Regions from separate parts of the Zea mays genome. Here regions 1 and 2 are each linked to region 3. A link is a contact called in public Hi-C data. All regions are on one chromosome and are shown on one strand. The core of a region is the stretch at or near the end of the contact, and the rest is flanking DNA. Distances in the headings are between cores, read along the strand shown.

What was found. Hi-C and Micro-C count contacts between places; a contact is called where the count stands out from the background.
Region 1: a contact with region 3 is called in a Hi-C map of leaf, with 2.7 times the contacts expected there. The contact joins the promoter of LOC111590286 here to the promoter of LOC103641787 in region 3. A contact is called at or near these places in 3 of 25 Hi-C or Micro-C datasets (bundle sheath, endosperm and leaf) and 1 of 3 datasets of contacts at active chromatin or transcription factors (leaf).
Region 2: a contact with region 3 is called in a Hi-C map of ear, with 2.0 times the contacts expected there. The contact joins the enhancer-like site here to the promoter of LOC103641787 in region 3. A contact is called at or near these places in 2 of 25 Hi-C or Micro-C datasets (ear and tassel).

Annotation. Positions count from the first base shown.
Region 1 is chr10:129,091,693-129,095,101 of Zm-B73-REFERENCE-NAM-5.0, forward strand. It overlaps LOC111590286, which reads right to left and starts at 1,648. Exons shown (of 2, transcript XM_023301203.2): 1 at 1,345-1,648. The coding sequence starts at 1,648. LOC103641783 (inactive LRR receptor-like serine/threonine-protein kinase BIR2) reads left to right here. Exons shown (of 2, transcript XM_020545689.2): 2 at 1-3,409. The coding sequence starts at 1,776.
Region 2 is chr10:129,074,670-129,077,910 of Zm-B73-REFERENCE-NAM-5.0, forward strand. LOC103641780 (a long non-coding RNA gene) reads left to right here. Exons shown (of 2, transcript XR_560495.3): 2 at 1-1,793. Among protein-coding and RNA genes, the nearest start is that of LOC103641780, 4.3 kb to the left of the region's middle. Within about 2 kb of position 1,947, at least 14 of the 20 cell types and tissues checked have an H3K27ac peak or open chromatin away from gene starts, as enhancers often do. A contact at or near this core is called in ear, where this site is marked.
Region 3 is chr10:129,390,491-129,393,922 of Zm-B73-REFERENCE-NAM-5.0, forward strand. It overlaps LOC103641787 (diacylglycerol lipase-beta), which reads left to right and starts at 1,472. Exons shown (of 14, transcript XM_008665122.2): 1 at 1,472-2,110; 2 at 3,137-3,275. The coding sequence starts at 1,646.

The DNA.
Region 1 (3,409 bases), core at 398-2,897, 300 kb before region 3:
TTTTTATTATATTAAAATCGGAACAGGGCTTCATTTAATCCCAGATTTAACACTGCTACCATTTATTACTAATGTTCCGTGCGCGCGCAAGACGCGCCTAAGTTACTAGTATATATTATAGTCAAGCAAATATACCTTCTCTTAAAAAATAAGCAAATAACAACAATAATAAGCTATGAAGTATTAGAATTATACATGTGAATATGTGATGTATATGTGGTGCACAGTCTGTTATTTGGTCACTTTACTTTTAATTCATGGATCCAAACAGACTTTAATTTTAAAAAAATACACTTCACGATATGCTAGTCGTCAGTCGACCCCCTAGTTTCGGACCTAGAAAACGAGGAAGCAACTGATGTACGAAATTAACAAAAGAAGAAATATAGAGCACAATCGATTTTTATATCATATATATAGAACAATGCTATATAGAAGTGGGTTATATATCAGCCACCTGTTTATGAAATTTAGAACTGTTCCAAAACCAACATTTTGCTCTAGCACTAAATAAAGCACCTGACAAAAACTACAGTGATTTAACACCAAAGCCTCAACAATTTCCTCGTGTTTGATCGATTCTTGCTTACTTGGTGGATGTCTGCATCTAGTTTGGATTCTACAGACCGTATCTATCCAGAAATAACTGAATCTATACCATATGGAGATTGTTTATTTGAGAGATATGCACAAGATCCCGACCAAATGATTATGGGGGTTATAAGGGTTATAATCATAAACTTTTCTTGGATCCTTCCCGGAAAAAACAGGAAAAATATGTTTTATTTGAGATTCGGTATCAATTTTTTTTTCAACAAACGTTTGTCGGAGGAATCGATTTTTTTCTCCATCTAATGTCCGGGAAAATAGTTGAATTTCCTGTAACCCGCTAGGGCGACCATAGGCCATGTACAACTTAAATAACATGTTACAGTTCTCTAAGTATTAGATATACATAAGAAATATTTTATAGAATCCAATATATCTTATTCACTAGAATCGCTTAATATACGACTTATATTTATATGAGTTATATGATATCTAAAACTGTGCTAAAGATGTTCTTCACTAAGATATGTTTCTTGTGTTTTTTTATACTTATGTTATCTCTATTGGATTCCTATCTCATGTCCTATCTCATCTATTATTTTAAACTTTATTCTACAAACAGTGTCAAACAATATCATATATAGTCTATGTCCCATATTTTATAGGGTCCACTGTAGACCATCTTACTTCTAAAACTATCTGCAGCAGTTATAGATCTTATACGAGTGGAACATTATAAATCTCTCTACGAGTGGAACATTATAAAATAGTGTTTTTGGTAAACTTTGGTTATGCAGATATAGATCTTATACGGGTAATGGGTTGTACGGCCCAGCCGATGATCCGCCTCACCCAGCCCAATCAGGCAACCACTCATTCGTTTCCATCGCGCCGACCCCGTGCCCCGCTGGCCGCTGATCCGCCTCGCTTCCCTCCGCCATCTCGGCGACCCCGCGGCGCGGTCCACGCACAGCCCGTCCCAAAACCCAGACCAACTGCCACTAGCGGTAGAGCCTAGCGCGCAGCGCACACGCAGTATACAACTCTTCAATCCTTCGCTGCCTGCCTGCCTGCCTGCCAGTTTCCCTGCCCTCCCCATCCACTCCAATCCCACCACCACCACCCCGGGCCGCAGCCCGCAGCAAGCACGCAGTCTCCCACCTGGTCAAACCGCTCCCCTCCCCCACCACCACCGCCGCGCCCCAATCCGCGTGCATCCGTCCGCCATGCCTCCTCCTCGCCTCCTGCCCCCGATCATCGTCCTCCTCCTCCTGGCCCCTCCCGCGGCGCCGCAGCCCGCGCCCGGATCGGAGGCGGCGCCGCAGCAGGACGGCCTGCGCTGCCTCCGGGGCGTCAAGCACGACCTCGCCGACCCCAACGGGCGCCTCGCCGACTGGGACTTCAAGAACACTTCGGGGGGCGCCGTCTGCAGTTACAGCGGCATCGGCTGCTGGAACCTGCAGGAGTCCCGCGTGCTGTCGCTCTCGCTCTCCGGCTTCGGCCTCGTCGGCTCCATCCCCTCCTCGCTCCAGTACTGCAGCGCCGCCACCACGCTGGACCTCTCTAGCAACGCGCTCGTCGGCACGATCCTGCCGGCCCTCTGCGACTGGCTCCCCTTCCTCGTCACCCTCGACCTCTCCTCCAACCAGCTCACCGGCGCGATCCCCGCGGAGCTCGCCAACTGCCGCTTCCTCAACTCGCTCACGCTCTCCGGGAACCAGCTCTCCGGCCAGATCCCCGCCTCCCTCGCGCGGCTCGACCGGCTCAAGTCGCTCGACCTCTCGGGGAACCAGCTCTCCGGCCAGATCCCGCCCCAGCTCGGCGACCGCTTCCCCAGGGACTCCTTCTCCGGGAACTCGGGCCTCTGCGGCCGCCCCGTGTCCTCGCGCTGCGGCCGCGGGCTGGGGAGCGCCGGCCTCGGGATCGTCATCGCCGCGGGAGTCTTGGGAGCCGCCGCGTCGTTGCTCCTCGCCTACTTCTTCTGGCGGTGCAGCGGGAAGGGCAAGGGAGGACGCCGCCGCCACAGGCGCGGCGGCAGCGAGTCGGGCGGCGGGGAGGACGGGAGCTGGTGGACCGAGAGGCTGCGTGCGGCGCACAACCGCCTGGCCCCGGTGTCGCTGTTCCAGAAGCCCATCGTGAAGGTGAAGCTCGCCGACCTGATGGCCGCCACGCAGGACTTCAGCAGCAGCCACATCGTGGTCGCCGGGAGCTCGCGGGCGGGGACGGCCTACCGCGCCGTGCTACGGGACGGGTCCGCGCTGACGGTCAAGCGCCTGCACTCGTGCCCGCTCTCGGAGAAGGCGTTCAGGGCGGAGATGTGTCGGATCGGGCAGCTGCGGCATCCCAACATCGTGCCGCTGCTGGGCTTCTGCGTCGTGGAGGACGAGAGGCTGCTGGTGTATAAGCATATGGAGAGCGGGGCTCTTTCGTCGGTGATGAAGAAGAAGCCAGGGGAGGAGGCGCCGCTGCTGGACTGGGCGACACGGCTGAGGATCGCCGTGGGGGCAGCGAGGGGGCTTGCGTGGCTGCACCATGGGTTCCAGGTTCCGCAGATTCACCAGAACCTGAGCTCGAGCGCAGTGCTTCTTGACGAGGACTACGAGGCCCGGATCACAGACGTTGGCCTCACGAGGCTGGTCCGGATGGCGCCCGGCGAGGGCGGCGATACTAGCCCTTTCCTCAAGGGAGACTTGGGGGAGTTCGGCTACGTTGCTCCAGAGTGCGCGAGCAATCCGGTCGGCACGACGAAAGGCGACGCGTACGCGTTTGGGGTGGTACTGTTCGAGCTCGTTAGCGGGCAGGAGGCTGCTGCCGCTGCGGTGGGCACCGTCGACGTGATGGGCGAAGGGTTCAAGGGCAC
Region 2 (3,241 bases), core at 697-3,196, 320 kb before region 3:
TTTCAAAGAAAACAAACAACTGATAAAGACATTTAGTTTTATTTAACTATGAAGCTATCATATATCACATATATTCAAACATTGGCATAATTGATGTTTTTGAGTTGAGACCAGAATCAATCCGAAAGTACTAGTAGTTTCACTATTTTCTTAGTAACCTTACTATTTGCACTATTTATTTATCTTTGTTATTACCCTCTTTTTTAAAAATTACACTCTGCTTGTGAAGGTTGTGTATAGTAATGTTTATATGCTTGATGATGGAACGACTTGGAAGGAACTTCCACCTATGCCAAAACCAGATTCACATATAAAAAGAACTGATATGACTAAGCCGTTCTTTGTGTTTTTTTTTTTGCGTACAACTGTTTCAATCCCCCCGTGAGTTCTTTCTTGGTTAGGCTATCTCTAGCAGCTCTCCTATCGCACCATTTCGTGTAGAGAATCGATGGCTGTCCTGGGGGATGTGACTGTCGCAATCTTGTAAGCTGTAGCCTCTTCTTTATTGAGCTCTTTCACTCGTCTGTAGTGGGTAGTGAATCGATTAGATACATTCTAAAATGAACTTCAACTTGAGCCATTCTTATGCATGGTTGACTTGGGCTCTCTTCACTTTCGTATCACATGCTTTCTGTGAGTGATGAAAGTATCTCCCCTGATTCCTAGTACTTTATGCCCGTGTTAATATATCATAAAGTAGCTGGATGATTGGCTTGTCATGCGACCAGATGTGCTGGAAAGGGTTGCGGTGCTTGCGTTCTGACGTGAGATGCTGGGCCTGGTGCCGTTGATGACCACAGCATCCATTCCCACGAGTACCTGCACTGACCATGCTCGCAATCACCATATCCAGAGGGCAGCAAAAGTCAGAAGCTGATTCCAGAGCAACTGTCCTTCTGGTTTCGCTGCTCTTGGGACTCGTTTTTTTCCTTCTCGAAATCCATATATTTTTTCTCGAAAGCGCAAGAGAGCTGCGCGAAAATATATTAAGAAGGGGAAAAAGGTCCAAAAAGGACCCCAAGATACAGATAAGCCGCCCTACGGCGGCCAATAACAAGCATAAATGAAACCATCCATGACAAAAACACTGCTACCAAAACAGCACTATAGCTATCTAGCTAACATGTAGACTAGCTAACATGTAGACCTGGGATGGGGGCAATAAGCATAAATGGTTTGATCTTTGGGTTATGGGCTGGTGCAAAGAAGCTGTCGAAATCCATATATTGCTTCTGATTTTTGCAGCATTTCAAGTTTTCCACAGTTTGACGCATCCAGCTACCAGCTGTTCAGCTCTACCATTATTTCCTCGTGGAGTATTGTAGCCTGCAGCAAAAAACCAGCTCAGAGATGGACTTGCTGAGGTCGGCGGAAAGCATTGCTTGACTTTAATCCTTACTCGTTTCTATTGTTGATATAGAGGGTGTTTGGTTAGAGGGACTAAAGATTAGTCTCTAGTTTTTAGTCTCATTTAGTCCCTTTTTTGTCAAACACTAGGACTAAAATATGGACTAAAATGATTTAGTCTTTAGTCCTTCACATATGTGCTAAAAAGACTAAACCATATTAATTCCACATTTAGCCCTTATTTAGTTCAATTGTACTAATAGCAGAAGAATATTAAAATCATTTTAGTATTTTTATGAGTCATTTAGTATATTCTTATTATTTTTAGCTCTTAGAACTAAACTTGTTAGAGAATAAACTTTAGTCCATAGACTAAAGAAACCAAATATGGCCATAATGTTTTGTCTTATAGCTGCGACAATATGAATAGTTGACTTTAATTTGAAGCTATGTGTGGTCCCGAACATACACGTCAGCGACCTTTCTACGGTTACTTTTGTACAGAATCCGACCCCGAGGTCGGGGCACACATCAGTATCCAATTGATAGCTGCTTGCATTGTCCTTCCTTTCCCGCCTGGAGCTTGCTTGACCAGCAGTTCTTTAGATGCTCCCGTTGAAATAGTAAAAGCTGGACACGGATGGACGCACATGCGCTAGACTTGACCCTCCGGTCTTCTCCAGGCATCGTGTGCAGGCTCAGACAACTGATTTCCAATCACACTAGGAAACAATTCGCTAAAAATCTTGTGACTTTTCATCGTAACGACTTCCGGACGTTGATGCCTTCTACTGCCTCCGACGACGCATACCCGCGAGAGTTCATTCGGACTAAACCTCGTTGACTAGACGTGGATGAATGCTGTGTCTTTGTAGTGGTGTGGGCAGTGGGCATGTGGCCTCCGTCCTCCGATCCGTTACCCCTCTCTTGGAAAAAAGAAAAGGCGTAGATAACGGGTAAGAAACATATATCAAATATTACTTGGTAGATAACGGATATTTGTCGGATAGTTTGTCTTGGTAATATTAATTATCAAACTGTAAACCAATAAAAAACATAAATCATATATATATATATATATATATATATATATATATATATATATATATATATATATATATATATATAGAGGACAGGTATAACGGGAGCCATAGACTTCCAATAGTTAAAAGAAGTCCAGGCCGATCACCCTGTAACCTGGTTCAAACCAGCGCACCGACTGGACCAGGCTGTCGGTTGTACCACCCGCGCTCACGTCTATACGCGCAAAAAAAGGAATGCATGCATGAGTCAAATATGTTCCCAAGCATGTGCGTAAATTTAGTAAAGATATGTGTGGCGGTTTTTATTTTTAAATGTTTTATTTTCTCCATAAATTTAGAATCGCTGCAACAGCTATGCAGCTATACTCGTAAGGACCATTTTATGATATATACTGCTACTAAATATGCTAGCCTGTGTAGATAATTATGCAATTCGGTATACTGCGTAAAAATCTGTTACCAGCTGCATGCACACGAATTTATGATGAAAATAATGTGCAATGAAAGGAAATGAATTGCACGCATAGAAACAAAAAAATCGTATTTAATATTTTATTTTCTTCATAAATATAAGATCCCTCCAACAGTCATGCAGCTAAACACATTAGATCTAGTTTATGATTTATACTGATCCAAATTATACTACATGGTGTAGGTATTTATGCAATTCGTTACACTGTGTAAAAAAATCTGGCATGTTGTTCACTGGTGGACGTATCTCCGGGTTGAAGCGTAATAACCTTAAGTTTTGAGCATAAAATCCCTCAATTATAAGCGTAAATACCAAGCCAATCTGAGAGGTTGATAGCTCTAGTATGTTTTTATTAAGATCGTATTTTTATGGCAGTTCC
Region 3 (3,432 bases), core at 222-2,721:
CAACTTCCTACTTCAATGGCGCAAGGAACATTGGTCAGTGAAGAACAAAAAAAATGTCATCACCTCCCAGTTTGTCATGGGTGAGCGATCTATAGTAAACAATACTGAAGCTACTTCAACCCCTAACAAAATTAAAAGAGTCTTCAAGGCCTGTTTAGTTCAATTATAGATTCTGTAAGAGCAAGATAACTTAGACAAAAAGGTAGAAGGGAGTCGACGCGTCGTTCAGGTATTTTCTATCGGACGAGCCGATTCGATAGTATGACATCACTATTCACTACTTCACTATTAGTAAGGGGTGGTACGTCATACCACGGGACGCTATGCCCAAGCATCATGGTTCTAGTCAATCCCAGTCTAGCACATACATGATGCCCTATACAAGCAGTGCGTATTCGTAAGGTGGTGGAAGTAGCTAAAGCGGTAAATGTTGTGTTGTCGTCTTCCATGGGGATGGAGCCTGGTAGTCACTAAAAACAATCAAAGTGGGGATTGAACATGTGCTGAAGGGGCAACATCAATTGTGTACAAACAATGTGGATGTTGGGTTATAAGCACCGTTGAATGGTTGGTGAGAAGGAGGTATGATGGTTTAGAGATGGCTAAGCCACGTCGCTGACTTCCGGAGCCAAGCACACCTGCATAGGGAGGTGGTGGCAAATATCTCAAAAGGTTAAACATGGTTGAAAAAACTATAGGAAATCCTATTATACAAGTCATGATTAGACCCCATATCAAGAAAAAAAACTTCCATGCTAGCTACTTATTGACATGTTATAGCTACATAACGACACAAAAGTTTTGTAAAAGTGGTTGTGACTTGTGAGACACAACCATATATAAGACTCTGGGGTGTTTGGTTCCACACAACTAAAGTTTAATCACTATCACATCGAATGTTTGAATGATAATTATGAGCATTAAATATAGTCTGATTATAAAGCTAATCACATAGACAAAGATTAAAAGATGAGACGAATTTATTAAAACTAATTAAGCCTATATTTAATACTTATAATTGATATTCAAACATTTGATACGTCATGAACTAAATTTTAGTCAGGGGACCAAACAGAGTATCGCCTTAGAAAGTACTCTAGTCCACTTCAAAGTCTAATAGATTGGCAATGCAACTTAAAATGTTTCCTTAAGTATACCACAATAAGGTAACTTTAGCTTTGCCTGGCGGATGGCTGCTCCGTTGGAGTGAGCTAACCACTAGTACATACCAATAAAGGCAAAAAATATACGTCATCTAACATTTTGGCACTTTTGCACAAAAGCAATATCAGCCACATAAATTCACAAACAGTTGTGCAACCCTTCATGTCTCGTAGTTAAACCGAGTTTCTACCACTTTTATGAAATTTCTATCCATATTCATGTGTTATTGTGTTTTTCATCTCAGATCTATAAAATCGAATTCTAAAAATAAATAAAGAAAGAAAAGACACTCATTTTCACTTGCAAGCCCGCCATCGCCAATCAGCAGAACAGCACAACCTCGGAAACGTCCGTACTCCGTAGTGCGAGGACCCTCCCCGTCCTCCCGTGTCTATTTCCGTCCCCGTCCCCAACCACCCGCGTTCCCCGCTTTCCGTGCGCATGGCCGCCGCGCGGGCGCAACCACCACCGCCGTGGCCGGATGTCTAGAAAGCCCCTCCTCCCCACCTGCGGGTCCTCCACCCCTCCCCCGCTCCTCCTCCTCCGCCGCTTCCTCCCTCGCCGCCGCGCGACCTCCTCTCCCCCGCCGCCCTCCACCCGGCGGAGGACCGCCGCCATGCCACCCCGCGCCGGCGACTCCGCCGCGGCGGCGGCTGCGGCGGCATCCTTCCGTCTCGGGATGGTGCGGGTGGTCTCTTTCCTTGTAGGCGGGCTCAACCTCGCGGTGCTGCTGCTCGGACTCTACATTATCGACGCCGTGCTCCCGTCGGGGTGCGGCGGGGGGCTCGCTTTCGCCTCGGCGCCCGCTCTGGCTGGGGTCCGCGTGCTCTCCATGATCGGCGCCGCGCGCGCGCAGCACGCCACGGCGGACGCCATAGCTAAGCGCCACCTCCACGAGAGCGACGCATCTGTCGCAGCTGATGCCGTAGCTCGCCACGAGATTAGGGTGAGAGCTCTACTTTCTGCCTCGGTTAGATTAGATGTGGTCGGTTCAAGGCTTCAAGCTGGTTTGGCGAACGGTTTAGCTTAGATTGTGCTGCTTTTACACAAGCTCATGTCCCAATAGCTCGAGCTGCTACTGTCTAAGTTGTCTCGTTGATGCAAACACAGTGTGATTGATATGTCTATGGCTTAAGTTGTGACTACAAGCAACTTCCCTAGCATTGAAAATTAGTTTTTATGTACAAAAAAGTTGAGATGGGAGCTTATTTGATTCACATGATCAGACAGCGGAACATATGTGGTTAAGCGCAATGAGCCTATTGAGATGGCATAGATTGGTTTTACTATGTGGTTAAGCGCAATGAGCCTATTGAGATGGCATAGATTGGTTTTACTATGAGTTCAAGGCAGGAAGCTTCATCGGATCAAAGCATCTTTTGTTTGGTGTGGTATACGAGCTATGACTGGAAACCTGGTTTCATATTTATATATAGGTCTATGGCTACCATTTGCATCAATTTTGTTTTGTTGGTGTAATCTAGGAGGTAGTTGTCTATCAATTTGGAATCAATCCATTTTAGCCCTTTCAACTGTCCGCTTGTTCATGCGGTCTAATTCCATCCCTGAGCTATGAGATGCCTCGATTACCAAAGTGTGGATAACCCCTTCTTGCTGTACTCTGAACTGACCTTGTCTTTTCATCTATTTGAGTGTCATTCAGTGTTGCATTTTTTAACAATGTATGCCTGCCCAAATATTCAAAACCAATGTTAATATAGCAGCACTCTGTTTACAGTTCAGACATGTCAAGGAATCCTTGAAAAGTAAATATTCATGGTTGGATTTTGCGAAGGTAGTAAGGCATATAGGAAGACAGGAAACAAAAAGGATGAAAAAGAGATGAATTGAACAGTAAAATAAGGGGATAATGATGGAAGCATTTTTTAGATGCAGTTGTTGCATTTCTACTTTCATTTTTTCTTAGGAATTCCTGCTAACTTATCATCGCTTCTTTCATCTTGCTGAAAAGGTGAGGTACAAACGCTGGTTGTGGTGGACCAGATTTGGTATGGCAGTTGGTGCATTGCAGTTGGTTGCAGCAATTTATCTCATGTTTGTCATTGTAAGAGATCTCTCAAATGAAAGAAGATCCACTTCCTGCTTCTTTGGTATGTTGGTCGCCATTCTGAGCTATTTATTTCCTAACTTTGTACATAATTTTTTACAAGTTCTTGTTTGCTGGTAGTTTACAATCACATGAACTTCATACATATACAACGACACACATAAAGTGGGAAAAACTTTCGAGCACCCTTTTCTTGAAGT